2 separate regions of the Mus musculus genome follow, and region 2 is linked to region 1. A link is a contact called in public Hi-C data. All regions are on one chromosome and are shown on one strand. The core of a region is the stretch at or near the end of the contact, and the rest is flanking DNA. Distances in the headings are between cores, read along the strand shown. Region 1 has its middle 120 kb from the start of Ccng1. Region 2 has its middle 23 kb from the start of Mir146.

Region 1 (7,676 bases), core at 3,416-5,915:
TGTCTCAACTCCTCCCTTCTCTCCAACCATAGAATTAGCAACATTGCCGAGGACTTAGGAAAGACTATTATTTCCTTCATATATTCCTTTCTTGTCTTCGTGAGAGCCCCAGAGGTCCTGTTTCTCCCACAAGGGAGCATTGATTTCATTGGTATTCACTCAAAGGAGGTAAGGTCACACCTCAGAAGATTGGAAATACATTGTTTAAAGAGCACGGTTTGTATCTTGCTTCAGAGAGATCTTTAAAGATGTCCTGGCTTAGCTGACTTTTCTTTCCCCTCCTGCTTCCAAGGAACACCCTCAAGGGAGAAAGTCAATTTCAAATCTTCACACTGCAGAGGCTTTGGGCAGTCGGCTGCGGAATGCAGATCAGCCTGTCTTCACTTTTGAGATAAACAGCTCCTGTGAACAGTTTTGAAAGAAAAGTTTTGAGCAATCCAAGCTGCAAAGGTGTCAGATTTGGGGAAGGCTTTTTCTTTCCATTGTGTTATAAATACATTTCACATAAATCATACATACATACATACATACATACATACATACATACATACATTTCACTTAAGAAACAATGCACCAATCAAAAGCCAATAGACTCCAACTTGAAGACCAACCACAGGAGCCACCATCTTTTTTTCACACATAAACAGTTCCCCCTAAACTTTTCATTTGATGCAGAAAAAAACTTCCAATTAGGTTTTTTATTAAATTATTTATTTATTTACATTCTAAATGTTGTCCCCGTTCCCAATCCCCTCTCCCAGAGCTCTTCATCCCAACCAAATAGTCTGATATCTCTTCTTACATTCTTAAGTTTTTGTCCTTTTTTTTTTCTTTCTCAGCAAAAACATATCCATGGCAACAGAGTTGCTTGAACATTTTTAACTCGTAAGCCCTTTTCATTGGAGACGTTTTCATGAAAACCCAGGTATATAGGTCTATAAAATAGATACACAAATCTAATATGTACAGGCAATAAGTCATAGGGAGATATGTTTTAAAAACAATTCTTGCTATACATATAACTATATATATGTATTTAATAAATTTATGAACATATTCCATACACTTCTTAAAGATTAGAGGAAAGGTGCATATTAATAAGGTGCTATGCTGCTTACTGTTATATTACTGCCTAACTCTTAGGCGAATACTTGATGCTGCACAGTGCGCTGCACCTTCACTGTTCTTGAGAATGGATTGAAACTTTGATTTGGTAGTCATCAAGGCTGGGAAGGCTGCTTCGCGTATGGTAGTACACAGTGTCAGAAGTATGCTCATAGCCAGTTCATAAACTGGTACGCTTTGTCCTAAGTAAGCCCAAGCCAAAACACATTTAACATATTTTTTATGAAACTCAAAGCAATGACTCAAACAAGGGTTTTTTAATTAAACATTTTAACATAAAAATATAGTCACATAAATCCGATACTTACCCACTGAAGAATGACAGTAGGAACATATTAAAAGTCTTTGCTTTTCACAATTAAAATATAATGCTTCTATAAGAGCAGAAACTTTGTATATTCAATACAACACTGCAATTCCTAACAGAATAGACTCTGCTCTGAGCCAAGATGTTTTAGGCAGTTGTTGGTTTTAGGTGTTATAATAGCATGCACAGTACAAAATGAACAGGTTTGTTCAGAGCCAAAGCTGCAAAAAGTTGCATTATACAACACAGGCTAGTGCTGCAGGAAATACCTCAGATTTGCTACACATTTCATTTTAAATTAATATGTGGTCATTTTGTGGTCCACGGTTTGAAGTTGCTAGACATCACGAAAGGTTGTTCCTTATCTTTTTTTTTTTTATTCTTGTTTTCTTTTTACGGTCCTAGGAATCATCCCTAGGGGTTCTTGCATCCAAGGCAAACACTGAAATACATCCCCATCCATCCCTGGAGACTGACCTCTAAGTGATGTGTGTAAGAACAGAGGCCTGCATTTTAAGTCTGATCCCACAGTCTGATCAGGACATGCCTCCCTGCACCTCTTCCTGGGTTCAAGAGTTAAGAAACAGTCTATTCTGTGGCCAAATCGTATCCCCTGATTTAAGGTCCTAACCAGCACCCAGCTCCTCCATTCTCTTTCTTATATATTCTGTGCTAAACTAAAGCACATGATTTGAAACTTCTCACCTCCCCAAAAGGTTATAAAAAGCCAAACTTTTGTTCTGGTGATTAGATCAAGTCTCCACAAGGAGACTGCTCCAGGATTTGGGGTGGAGATGAAGGCTGCTTTCTGAAAAGTCTCCAGTGCCCTTGCCAACTCCTCCTAGGCTGATGTGCATGCTCTCAGTCTCCCTCTTCCTCTTTCTCCTCTTTCCCTCTCACTCTTTTTCTTCCTCTCCCTCTCTCCCTCTTCCTCCCTCTGTGTGTGTGTGTGTGTGTATGTGTGTGTGTGTGTAAAATTTTTTTAAAAATCAAAACAAAAAGCACGTGCACACACACAAAAAATGGCATCCATTTTCAACTATGACTTAGTTTCTAAAAGAAGCTCCACTCCAGACTGTAATAAAAAGTTTCTTCTTCCTTTTAAGGCCCCATGTATAGATCTCCATATATTGTGGTTTTTTTCGAATACTTTTCTCACCACCCCAAGAACCAATCATGACTTTGTAGTTTTCTTATTCCAATAAACCTCATTGGAGCTTCTTATACGGAGTGACACCTGCCATTTTACTGCTGTTTTATGTATGAGAAAAGTATTAGTGTAATTTCCTGAGCAGAGATCTTAGTAAAGCTTCAAAGTAGTCAGGTACTGATACAAAATCAGATACTGTCAAAGACAATAGTGGTTCCACACACTTTCTTAGCATCTCAAAAAGCAGCAACTCTGATCATCCTGTGTTAGAACACAGATGGTGTGAGTTTTATTAAAAGCAAGGGCCATGTTTGACACTTCCAAGATGGAGCTCTTCTCTGTGGGAAACTGGAGAAGCCCTCTTTCTCCATATTTCCTCTCTGATAGTCGATAAAGACAAGTGAAGAACTAAGCTCCTGAAAGCCACATGGAAGGACTTGAAAAGAACAAGCCTCAACTTCTGAAATGACACTGCTGTCGGATTTTCAGACATTCATTTCAGTGGAAACCTTGCAAAATCTCCATGAGGGTGACAGCAGAATCAGCCATCCTTCATAAAAGTGGGAAGTGAGGCACTGTCAAGACATGGCACAGTCCAGAGACTCATGGTCGCCAATGAAGGAGCTGGAAAAAGGACCCAAGGAGCTGATGGGATTTGCAGCCCTATAGGAGGAACATCAATATGAACTAACCAGTACCCCCAGAGCTCTCTGGGACCAAACCACCAAGCAAAGAAAAAACATGATGGGACTAATGGCTCTAGCTGCATGTGTAGCAGAGGATGGCCTGGTCGATCATCAATGTAAGGAGAGGCCCTTGGTCCTGTGAAGGTTCTATGCCCCAGTATAGGGGAGTGCCAGGGCCAGAAGCTGGAGTGGGTGGGTTGGTGATCAGGGGAAGGGGTAGGGGATAGGGAATTTTGGAGGGGGAACAGGGAAATGGAATAGTGTTTACAGTCTAAACGAAGAAAATATCTAAAAGAAAAAAGGGGGAAAAAAAGAAATTCTTTAGTGTTGTACCACATAGAATATCCCTCTTCAAAAGAGGACAGCCAAGAGACAAGTGTTATAAACATATTATAATCTCACAAATAAAATTAAAAAGGAAGTATTGTGTAGAAAATAAATAAATAAATAAGAAAGAGAGAGAGAAAGAAAGAAAGAGAGCGAGAAAGAAAGAAAGAAAGAAAGAAAGAAAGAAAGAAAGAAAGAAAGAAAGAAAGAAAGAAAGAAAGAAAGAAAGAAAGTACTTACTTGGTCTCTCCTCACAGCAATATAATACTTACTAAGACATTAGCTACCTATACATCCCTTCGTCCAGTCAGGATGACATAAAAGTGTAGCAACTGTTTGCATGGTGCTTGGTATTATGAATAATCTAGATGATGTTCAGTGTGTCTTAGAAGTGTCATAAATACAAAACTTTATGATGCAAAACAGAATTTGCTTTTCTGCCACTATAAGGAAACGTGTAGATTTTTTTCACCTGGAAACACCTGCAAAATAACGAGTGCTAGTCAAAATCTAGCTCTGTGATTGAAGGCAGCCAGAATGACAAACACGGAACTTGAAATTTGAAGGATGATGGGAAAGGGGAAAGCAATGTCTATACAACACATAGTGCAAACATGTGGTGTACTGCATTTCTTTTGCCCAAACTGCTAAGCTATTGAGCCTCGCCTTGCTCCTTCCTCCACACCTGTTATTTCCCCCCACGGTATTTCCAGGTTCATGCCCCTATTCCTATGGCATTAATCTATTTCTCTTTTCAGTGAACTTCTAGAAATATGACATGTATTCCAAAACTGCTTGTTTGGAATTCTAACTTCTATACCCCAACTAAACCTCATGTTTAGGACTTCCCACCTATTCTTCCCCTATCATTGACATCAGACTAAATGGCATCATCTTTCCTTGGCCTGATTTTTCAAACCAGAAATCTTGGTCATGTTTGACTCTGTTTTCCTTCACACTCCTGCAAATCTTTTGCTTCCATCATCTGTCTCTTCTACTTCTAACATCTTCTGCCTCTCACTTTCCCTCGTCTCCATAGCGACTACCCATCTCCAGGCTAACAGTATCTCTTGGCAAGGTTACTACAATCATTCTCAGATTAGACTCTTGCTGTTATTTGTATACTGCACAATCCTGTCTCCCTGTACCAATGTGATTTTTTTAAACTACATCAAAAAAGGAAAAAATGTAGAAGTCCCTTGGTTGAATCTTCTCATTGCCTTTCCCTTGTATCAATAAAGACATCCAATCTGGTCAGTAGACTTCAGGAAATTCTGAAATCCGGGGAGCTTCCTAGCCCTTTATACTCTTTAGCTTCAACACACACTTCTCTCCCTCACCACTGGCATTCACATGTTTTTCAGTTCTTGCCCACCACAGGACAAAAAATTCTCCTTCCCACTTTCTCCAGACTACTCTTCCACCACCCTAGAAACAGTGAATTCAAAGTGTCCTTTTCTCCTACCTGCCAATCCAATTAGAAAGTAAAGAATTCCACACACATAAGCATTGGCTCTGGCTGTGGGTGATACAGAAGGGAAAGATAAGAAAACCCCGGCAAACTGACCTTCCCTTAAGCATGTCATAAAGACTTCTGACTTATAAACATCTAGGTGACCTGCTTTTCTGGAAATAGTTATATAGTTACAATAACAGTAAAGTAGAGTCCCATCAAGGTTATCATTAACCAAAGCCAGTTTACTGGAGGCACAATTGCAATGAGTTTACATAGGTTCTCTGGGGTGAGGCTTTAAGAAAGAATAATTTTAAATGATAAATTTTCATTGCAAAGTCATTGTTTTCTAGTGAGTCTGTCATAATCCCATTACAGAGTTGAGCTCCTATTAACAACTCAGGCAGTAGGACGCCCTATCAGACTGATCTGAAAGTGACCCACTTTTCCATCTTTAATTACCAGCTTTTCCTTTCTCTCAAACAGATTCAGTTCTGTCCTAGACCAGGTATACCGTTGAGTTGTTCTAAAGGCAACTACAGAGTTACACTTAGAAAATACTCAGGTGTTTTCCTGATTTTAATAGAATTCTTACAAACTGACATCATTTCTGTGAAAGAAAGCAAGAGTCCTTTAAAAGGGAAAATAAATGCAAGTGCATATAACCAGAAACGGGGTGCTAAAACTGGATGAGTTGAACCACTGAGGGAATAGACTAAGCCACAAAGGAGCAGCAGCTGGACACATGGAGGTTGCTAGAGTCAGCAGAATAAGAAGAGACAGGCAGATGGGACCTAGTATGTATAGAGAATGATGACAAGCAGAAAGGTCCTAGTACTTTAACAGGGGTGGGGAATGGACTTTAAGAGACATTGCTTCTCTAATTAGCCTTCCTAGGCAAAAGGGTGTCCCAGTCCAGCCAGTACAAAGTCCAGCAGTCCTCTGAGGGGGGAGTGAGGATTATAGGAAAGACAGAAAAGAAGACTCAGAAGCAGAGGTTAGAAATCAGAGGGGCTGTCCAGTCAGTGCTGCAACAGCCTCGAGTTTAATTAGCTTATGTTTTATATACGTTACAGCATCATGGGAAACAAAGTCACAAGGCAGTAGAGACAAAACTGATGCTACATTCGATATCTGTACCCATCCACAGGCCTCCCTGTTCTTCCTTCTTCCTCCAAGATTAACAGAACATTCAGTCCCTCACCTTGAGATTCAAGTGTATCCGCTCTTATCAGCAGGTCAATAAATCTACCAGTAGACCGTGGCCTGACATGAATCTACCTGACAGGCAGGCTTTCACAGAAGTAGGCAAAATGGAAGCCAACAAGAGGGTAGCTTGAAGTAGCTGAAAGCAAAGACAACACCTCAAGAAAGCAATTGAAATAGTGATTACAAGCAATGGTTCTCAACCTGTGCTCACAACCACTTTAGGGGTCACATATTAGAAGTGCTGTGCTCCAGATTAACATTACAATTCATAAGAATAGCAAAATTACAGTTGTGAAGCAGCAGCGATCATTTTACAGTTTGGGGTCACCAAATCACAAAGAAGTGTATTAAAGGGTATTAGATTATCATATGGGAAAGACCTCTAACAAAATTTGGGATAGAGAATAAAAAAAAATGCTAAGATGGAAAAATGTGTTTGTAGAAAACACAATTACCTTAAAACACCATTAAGACAGTAGTCAGAGGATATCTGTGCTCAAAGACAATGGGTTACTTTTTTATGATAAACTATCCTGACAGAGTTAGGGAAGAAAGGGTCTATTTTAGTTTATAGTTCCAGAACTGATATGGTCTATCGTGGTAGAAGGCATGGCAAACACACAGGCATGGTGGCAGGAGCTGGAAGCTGGCCCATCACAATTTTATCTGCACACAGGAAGCAGAGAAGGAAAACAGGAAAAGGAGCAAGGCTGTAAAATCTCGAAGCCCACCCATACAGACTTCCTTCAATAAGGTTCAACCTTCTAGAGTTTCCATAATGCTCTCAATAATTGCCCCACCACTAGGGCCCAGATGTGATACATGAACCTGTTGGGGACATTTCTCATTCAAACCACTGCAAGCAGTGTGGCATTTCTAACTCCTCCCCGCATCTATATTTATAAAGAACTTAGTCCAGTTTTGTTAGGACTGCATTGGCCACATATTATATTTGCTAAAGTAAAGATGCCATATCTTTTAAGGACTCTAATTTCTGTTAAATGAACAGATAAGATTCTAATAGACTGACTAATACATACTGTAAGGTGGTTACATCTACCTCCCATCCTTTCTTTTGCTTTCTATTAATATTTCATAAGTCAGAAGGCCATAACCTGTTATCTGGGCAGGTTAATGCTTGCCTGGAGAGCTAGTTTCCCTCCAGCTTCTCCCTCCTTTACCAACAAGTCAATCTATTATTCATCTTCTGTTCTTTATTATGCTTCTAGATGAATGAATGAATACCTCTCAGCTTAATATACTAGATGGACCCCATTCCCTAGCCATATGGTAAGATCTGGTACAGGCATATTACCAGGTAAGAATGAACTAGTATCAGAAATTGTATGAAAGTGTCAAAAGACAGTGTGTTGATAAAGACAATATGATGTGAGATACAAATCACTAGAACCCTGGAAG
Region 2 (7,676 bases), core at 3,827-6,326, 2.5 Mb before region 1:
TCCTAGCATCTGAGTGGCTGAACAATATATATTTATTATTTCATATATATGTGAATATATACACATATATTCAACATGTATTTTGAAATCCTATCTCCAAACAAACAGACAAAAGAGCTATGTGTGGTGGTCCATGTCTGTAATCCTAGTACCTAGGTTGTTGAGTTAGAATTATTACTGTGAGTTTATGACCAGCCTGGACAACTTGGTCGAGTCAAGGCTCATCTTAAACGCAGTGAGACCTTGTCTTGAAAAGTCAAAGAAAACAAGAGAAACCAACCAACCAACCAACCAACCAACCAACCAACCAACCAATCAACCAAATGTCCTTAGGTTATTAAGGATTATAAACAATATATGGGGCTGGAGAGATGGCTCAGCTGTTGAGAGCACTGGCTGCTCTTCCAGAGGTCCTGAGTTCAATTCCCAGCAACCACATGGTGGCTCACAACCATTTGCAATGGAATCTGATGCTCTAATTCTGGTGTGTCTAAAAAGAGTGACTGTGTACTCACATACATAAAATAGGTAAATAAATCTTTAAAAATAATATATTAAAGCATCCGTAACTTAAAATGATTGTTCACTAAACAGCAGCTAATGGTTTAGCTACCTTCATGACACGACTATCTGGTTTTCCTTGCCTCGAACACAATGGATTAATACATGTGTAAGATCAGTATCTTAGTCTACAATAATGTCTCAAAACTATGGAGCAACTGTTCCTCAAGTGCTACAAAGGAGCTCATGGAAATGAGCCATCTAAATCCACCTTCACGTCAGCCCTGAAAAGATAAGTTAAACATTTAACTTCCCTTCCATGGGCAGATGGCCCCTGATGGGGTTTGAACAATTTATCAAATAAGCTGGAGAAAGATATCATTCATGTTCCAGAAGATCTCAACAGACTTGGGTGATAGGCTAAATTAAACAAGATGAACTGTTTTATGAAAAATTGTAAAACCTACTACCTATTGGGTTCCATTTCTTTTTCCTTTTCTTTTGGCACAGCATGGAAAGGGAGAAGTGGCAGGCTTAGGGCTTCCTGTGGCTGAAGTTCAGTGGGAAGCCATTGTGGGGATCCAGCTATCTACACAAAGTGGTCTTTGTCCTTCCTCATCAATAGAACAAGGAAAGTCAGAAGGAGGAAGGTGCTGCTTGCTCAGCGTCTCTCCACAGACCACATGCCTACAGTAGGATGACAGATTCCCAGGATATAGGCTGAGTAAACGCCACAACCCAACTGCATTACATGGAGCACATATGTGGCATCTGAGCTCTTTTGTGCACAGTGGTAAAGGTAGCTGGGTGTTTTTGAATGGAGTTAGAATGCAAGGCATTGGGGGTCAGCAGACTAAAGCTTCTCCCACCATCAAAGGTGGACACCATTCCATAAGGTCCATCCTCTCACCGCTCACTAAGGCTTAACTAATCCCCAATCTGGAAGCTGCTTTGAAGAGCTTTCTCTAAATGGAGACAGGGCATACACACTGATCCTCTCTTTGGGGAATTTGAAAGTGGGAAAATGATTGAAAATCAGGTAGTGCGTGACAGATCTATAAACTGAATTGTTCTCTGGAGGAGGCCAGGCTGTTAGAGGGGCAGGATAAAGGAGTACGGAAACGTTAAGACAAACAGGAACAAGAATGAGGAAGCAGGAACCCTTAGCTACAGTAGAAACAATAAAAGAGGTGGAGTTTACTGAAGGTCAACCTGGGTTTGCTGAAGCAATGATGGCTTCTCTATTCATTTCAGAAGAAACAGAGTTGCTTTGCCAGCTCTGCTTTCCCCTGGAAGCTTCCTGACGCTTCACTTGAGGTTCATCTTAGGTCCACCATTGAAGTACCTCCTACTACCTGAGGTAGTCTGTGGGAATACCTGTTCTCTGTAAAGAGAAGGTATTTAAAAGTTTCACGTGGTGAGCTAGAGCCCCCAGGAGACTGACTATGAGGTCATAGATGCCTGGGGGCTGTCACGTGGAAAGGATGGTCAAAGGAGTGTGGATGTCTGTGTAGAGCAATGATTTTCACAGTGAGAGCCTCAGACAGCCACAGGGCATCTGGAAACTCCATTTCTAGGTCCACCTTGGACTCACCAGATGAGAAAATTTGGGGGTGAGTCCACCACTGAGGGGTTCTACAAAATTGTTCCATCTGAGGCATCCTTAAGTTTGAGAACAGTTACCCTAGAGATGAGATTTGACAATGACATGGCAGAATATGAGTGTGAAGAAAGGTAAGAGAGCAGTCAGTAGAGCCAGTTCCCATTAGGTTTCAGGAACTTGGTCCCGTGAGCCTAGGAATGCTGTAATTCTGTTGTGTAATTCTGACACAACAGAACTGCTGCTGCCCAGTACCCTGGGAACTGATTTTTTTTTAAAAAACTAGGATTAAACTTTAAACAATCCTGTTGGCATAGCAGAGATCCCACAACAGCAAATGATGTGCACAGCAGCTCACACTTGTAGAAATTTTAAATCCCATTCTGGGGTTTCTACCCTGCCTTGATCATTCAGTTCCCAGATAAAAGACACACAAGCAACCTTTATATTTTCATTAAGCCTGAAACAGCATAAGAACTGGGCAGAGCTCTATGCTATTAGAGTCTTCTTTCCTATCGATAACCCCAAGTTATTACTTACTATATTTTATCTGGGCTGTTCTTAACTCCTATTGGCCAGCTCTCAGGGCCATGTTTTTATGGCTCAGCTAAACCATGGCTGCTTCTCCTTCCTCTTTCACCTCTTCTCCCTCCTGGTTCTCCTCTGATTCCAAGCCTGGGAATCCTAAACCCCACGTATGTCTCTTCTGCCCAGCTATTGGCTGTTGGCATAGTTATTCACCAATCAAAAATAACAAGATCACACAGTGTCACTTGGGTCTACATGAGGACTCTCTTATCTTTGGGACAACCAGGTTTTGGGGACCCAATATTAGCATTAGGATACAAGTAGCACTAGGCCAACCAACTATACACTTTGGCCACCCAGAATTGTGAGCCAGTCTGTCTGATGACACCATGGCTTCAGAACATGATAATATACATGCCTGTACCCATAGAAACCCACCTTGTTACATCTTCCAAATGAAGACCCCTGTCTATTATTCTATTATCTTATGCAGCCCATGGTGCTCTAGTTATTGCCCAGCAGCACACGTCTTCTTACAATCTGGTCTAAGAGTTGAATTCCTCCAGCATGTGTGGCTCAGCCTGCTCTAGCGAGCACAGTTCCCAGGTGCTTGAAGGAGACAGAGTAGGTATGATATATATATGAGCAGAAGGCAATACTAGATTCAGAGACTGGGAAAAGGGAGACAGAAAGCATGAAACCCAAGCAGTTCCCGCTGCTTTGAGGAGGGCTGGGGCTGCTTAGAGTTGGCTGTGTGTCTCTGCTTGTTCAAGAATGGCTCTTGACCTGCAGATACTATAGAGAACTGTGAAGTTCCTGAGCTCAAGAAGATGCTAAAAGAGGAAGTGTGAAGTAGGCAGCAGGCTATGCAGATCAGGAACAGGGACTGAGGATGGGCATCAGAGACTTTGTTGCCATGGTAACTCTGGGGCTAGGGTAGCAACGAACTGATTGTGTCTTTATGAGCCTTTCTTGGGGCTTCTTGTCATGTTCCTTTCTGAGTTAGGGGTCAATCCTGGCTCCTACTTTCTACCATGCAATTAAAAATTTCTGGGAGTGAGAGTCTACCTTGTCACTTGCTCATGGGGACCTCTAGGTCCTCATTAAACTGGCTTCAGTAAGACTCCAACATCAGAGCATACAAGTATAGGACACCTGAACAAGCATTTGGGGACGGGAGGCCACACTCTAGACACCAATGTCAAATATACATGTTGAGTCTCATGGTGGTGATCATGAGTGCATGGGCAAGCTGCTTTTCTAAGTTATGGGATCATTTTCAGACTGACCCTGAACAATGTCCATGCAAGCACTCAGCCCATGTTATTATTGATATTCTTGCCTTGGTATTGCAACACACTTCCAAAGTTCAAGTGAAGAGGGCTGGATAGATTGCATCAACCCTTCTCCACAGCTCCTGAAGCAGAGGCAAGGAATCTTATGATCTAGTATGAATAAATGTCCTTCTTGCGGTCTGTGGGGACAAGGTCACCAAAGCAGCCAGTGGTACCAACCCCTGCCCCAGCTGGCTGCCATCAGTGTTTGAGAATCCAAAACAGATTTTTTTTGAAAGATTTATTTATTATGTGTGAATATACTGTTGCTCTCTTTGGACACAAGAGAAGAGGGCATCAGATTCCATTACAGATGTTTGTGAGCCACCATGTGGTTGCTGGGAATTGAACTCAGGACTTCTGGAAGGCCACTGAGCCATCTCTCCAGCCACCCCACACCCCCCAACAGGTTTTGTATCAGCGATTTTTCTCTGGCTTTATCCATTCCATTTTCCTATCTCCCTGGCCTGGAATTTGGAAGGGCCCTGGGAACTTCTCTCAGCAACTCCTTTCCTCTCTTGTCAGTCATTTCTCTGACCCATGTCTGATTGTCAGGTTTCCATGGGGAGCCCTAGCCTCTCGAAGACTCTCTGTTTTCTGTTCTTAGATGGGCTTGAAGAAACCAGAAAAGGCATGTGAGGCAAAAGCTGCTTGAATTGATAACAATGGGACTGGCAACCTCAAATTCCCTTCCATTGAAAATTCCTGGGGGTGGGGGTCGGGATGGGGCTCTTGCTTTCAGTACTTTTAACTTTTTATCATGCCTCTTTGGATTAGGTTTTTGGTGGGCTTTCCAAAACTTGGGTGGAAGGTGTCCACTAAGAGTGGGAAGGGGTGCAAAAGCAGATGTCTATTTGCCACAAAAAGGAGCAAGTAAGGAAAGGTTAAGATGTGTACGTTTCCCACACACATTTGGCCTCTGCTTCCTTCATCCAATGAGGCAGCTGAGTCTTGACTCCCATTCTTGTGTCACAGAACAAGTTGGAGAAGTTACAGCACCCTGGGATGAGTCCTGCGCCTTTCTTTCTTGTCCCTCTCATCCTCTGCTCACCCTGATATCCCCATTTCCTGCTTGGGGTCTTACAGCCAACAGCCAGAGCTCCTGAGCTCTGTTTAAAAAAAAAAAAAAAGCCGTCACCATGGTAACCTGCATCCTGCTCCATTTCAACCAGAGATACAAAGAAGCAGCAAAAGAGAAAGTTTAATCAGATTAAAAAAAAAAAAAAAGGAATCTTATTGACAGTATCCGTCTTTTTGGGAATAGAAATGTTCCATTTTAGTGGTGTTATCAAATGCCAGTCATTTTATGTCCTGTGGCTTCCAGAGGGTCAAAGTCATTGCTTGCTTTCTAGGGCTGTAGATGTCACGCCTTCTTCTCCAGAACGGGTTGAAGGCTCTTATGTGGCATGCTGGCTTTTTGTTTCTGGTTTGTTTATAGGCAGGGTCTCATGCAATCCAGGCTGACCCCAAACTTGCTATGTAGCTGAGGCTGACCTGCTTTCAGCTCTCGAGTGCTGGGGTTACAGGCTTTCTGGGTGTTGCTGCACTGGCCCCTGTTTATGCTTCTTGGAAGGAATTACGGTGGGATTCACTCTAGGGAGCTTTCCAGGCTTTTCCCACCTCAGTCTCCCCAGCCTACAAATCCTTACATCATAATGGAATGAGAAAAAATAGCTGTGACATCCTTGAAGGTCGCTTACTCCACAGCGCCACTCTTGAATTTGTGTGTCTAGTGATTCTTCCCAGGCATCTATGCCCAGAGAATGCTCCTGGATCTTCCTCAGGAGGGCGTGACCTCAAGAGGGCGTGACCTCTGGAGGGCGTGGCCTCTGGTCTTCATGACTCACTTGGAGCTGGGAATTATCTGGCTCATGCTGGTTAGTTTTGTCAGCTTGACAGTCTCCTAGAAAGGAAGCACTCCAATTGAGCAATTTTCTCTATCGTACTATTTCGTGGACATGACTGTATGGCATATTTATTGATATAGAAAGGGCCGAGTCTGCTGTGGCTGCCGCTATCCCTAAGCAGGTAGTCCTTGGAGATATATGAAGGGTAGATGAGGTAGCAGCGTTCCTCCATGATCTCTGCTTGAGTTCCTATCTTTATGGTGTTGTAGTTTTTGTTCTTGTTTTTTTTTCCCCCATGACTGTGATAAGCATAAGCCAGATGATATCTTTTTCCTTCCTAAGTTCCTTTTGGTCATTGTTTTATCACGGCAACAGAATGAAAATTAGCATGTTCTCTCTCATAGACACAGGGATGAGCCCATGGCCTGTGGGAGTTCTGGGCTTTGGTCTGGCAGGACTAAGAGGCCAAGTGAGGGCAGGTCCGGTGTGAGGATGGAGGCCAATGGGTGCAAGGATAGGGAGGGAGACAAGGCTCTGAGTGTTTCTCTTGGTGTTCATTGGAATGTACTAAGACACTGCCATCATCTGATATTTTTAAGTTATCCTAGGCTCCCCTGCACAACTTCCCAGAATTCCCCTCATTCCACCGTCCTTAAGTCAGATATACACTTGTTATTTTTCAAACTAGAATCTTTGGTACTCAGCTTCAGCTGTCTTCCCAGCTATGTTTTTGTGGATACTGCTGGGTTATCTGTTTGTGGTTTGTTGTTGTTGTTTTATTTTAAATCACAGCGAGGTTTGTTTTTATAGACAAAGATACAGTGGCCCTGCAAGGACTTATCTCCTTTTTGCCTAATGAGTGGGCCACAGAGAGTGGCTGCAGTACAGTTCTTGGCCACTAGGGGGCAGGAGCACCAAAGCAAAGGACTAAAGAAAGCCAGCAAAAGAAGCCGGCAGGTAGCAAGACAACAGGGCTTGTGAGGCTGGCACAGTTCAAGTTCTGAATCTCACATCTCTGTATCTCATCTTGGATGCACTGCGTGCCTACTTACTCTGATGATCTCATGCACCAAAGTGCCCGAAAAGAAATTTCTTAGGACTTTTGATGTAGGATCTTACTGCCTATGAAACAAAGCAAGAGGCATCTCGGATAAGAATTAACCTTTCATAGTTCTTAAAGAAGTTCTTGGGAATTGTAAGACCTCAGCCTCCGCTTCCAAGACAGTGTGTGACCTTTTGTAAGAAGCCTAACCCACTACCTCTCCCTGGGCTTAAATGTCTTCTTCACAAAAGGCGAGATGATGGGGCATCATCATCCTTTCTAAATCCAAGAGGCAAAGGGCAAAGATGGCAGACGTGGTTTCTATAGACTCCTTCCCATGAGGCATTTAAATCCGCTCCTTCATCCCCACACTGGGATCTACGTACTTCTACAGGCGGCCGCACTTTACACACAAGAACAAAAAAAAACCTCAGGTAGAAGCTTGGTAAGAGGTGAGTGAGGTATTTTTTTTGGCTCTTTCTACTCACTCTGTGTCTGTCTGCACCCTTTGATGGTAGTGAGGTCTGCGAGCAGAAGTTAGTGAGCATCTGTGATCGTTGACGCTGTCTTGAAATCCACATCAACTCCTTCCTTATCCTGAACCAGAACTTACTGAGCCAGCCCAGGCTGCCTGCCTGGAATGGAGTAGATATGAAAGTCCACTGGGAGCAAGGCATGGCTGGGTCAGGGGTTCTCAGCCTCCCTAATGCTGTGACCCTTTAGTACAGCTCCTCATGTGGTGACGCCAACCATGCAATTATTTTGTGGCTACTTCATAACTGTAATTTTGCTAATGTTATGAATCATAGTATAAATATTGGGTA

The links. Hi-C and Micro-C count contacts between places; a contact is called where the count stands out from the background.
Region 2: a contact with region 1 is called in a Hi-C map of cortical neurons, with 4 times the contacts expected there. The contact joins two enhancer-like sites. A contact is called at or near these places in 11 of 484 Hi-C or Micro-C datasets (the G1E-ER4 cell line, cardiomyocytes, cerebellum and 4 more) and 3 of 115 datasets of contacts at active chromatin or transcription factors (VIP interneurons, astrocytes and large pre-B cells).

The regions. Positions count from the first base shown.
Region 1 is chr11:40,870,165-40,877,840 of GRCm38.p6, reverse strand. No RefSeq gene overlaps it. Among named protein-coding and RNA genes, the nearest start is that of Ccng1, 120 kb to the right of the region's middle. Within about 2 kb of position 4,665, at least 3 of the 459 cell types and tissues checked have an H3K27ac peak or open chromatin away from gene starts, as enhancers often do. A contact at or near this core is called in cortical neurons, where this site is marked.
Region 2 is chr11:43,347,836-43,355,511 of GRCm38.p6, reverse strand. No RefSeq gene overlaps it. Among named protein-coding and RNA genes, the nearest start is that of Mir146, 23 kb to the left of the region's middle. Within about 2 kb of position 5,076, at least 14 of the 459 cell types and tissues checked have an H3K27ac peak or open chromatin away from gene starts, as enhancers often do. A contact at or near this core is called in cortical neurons, where this site is marked.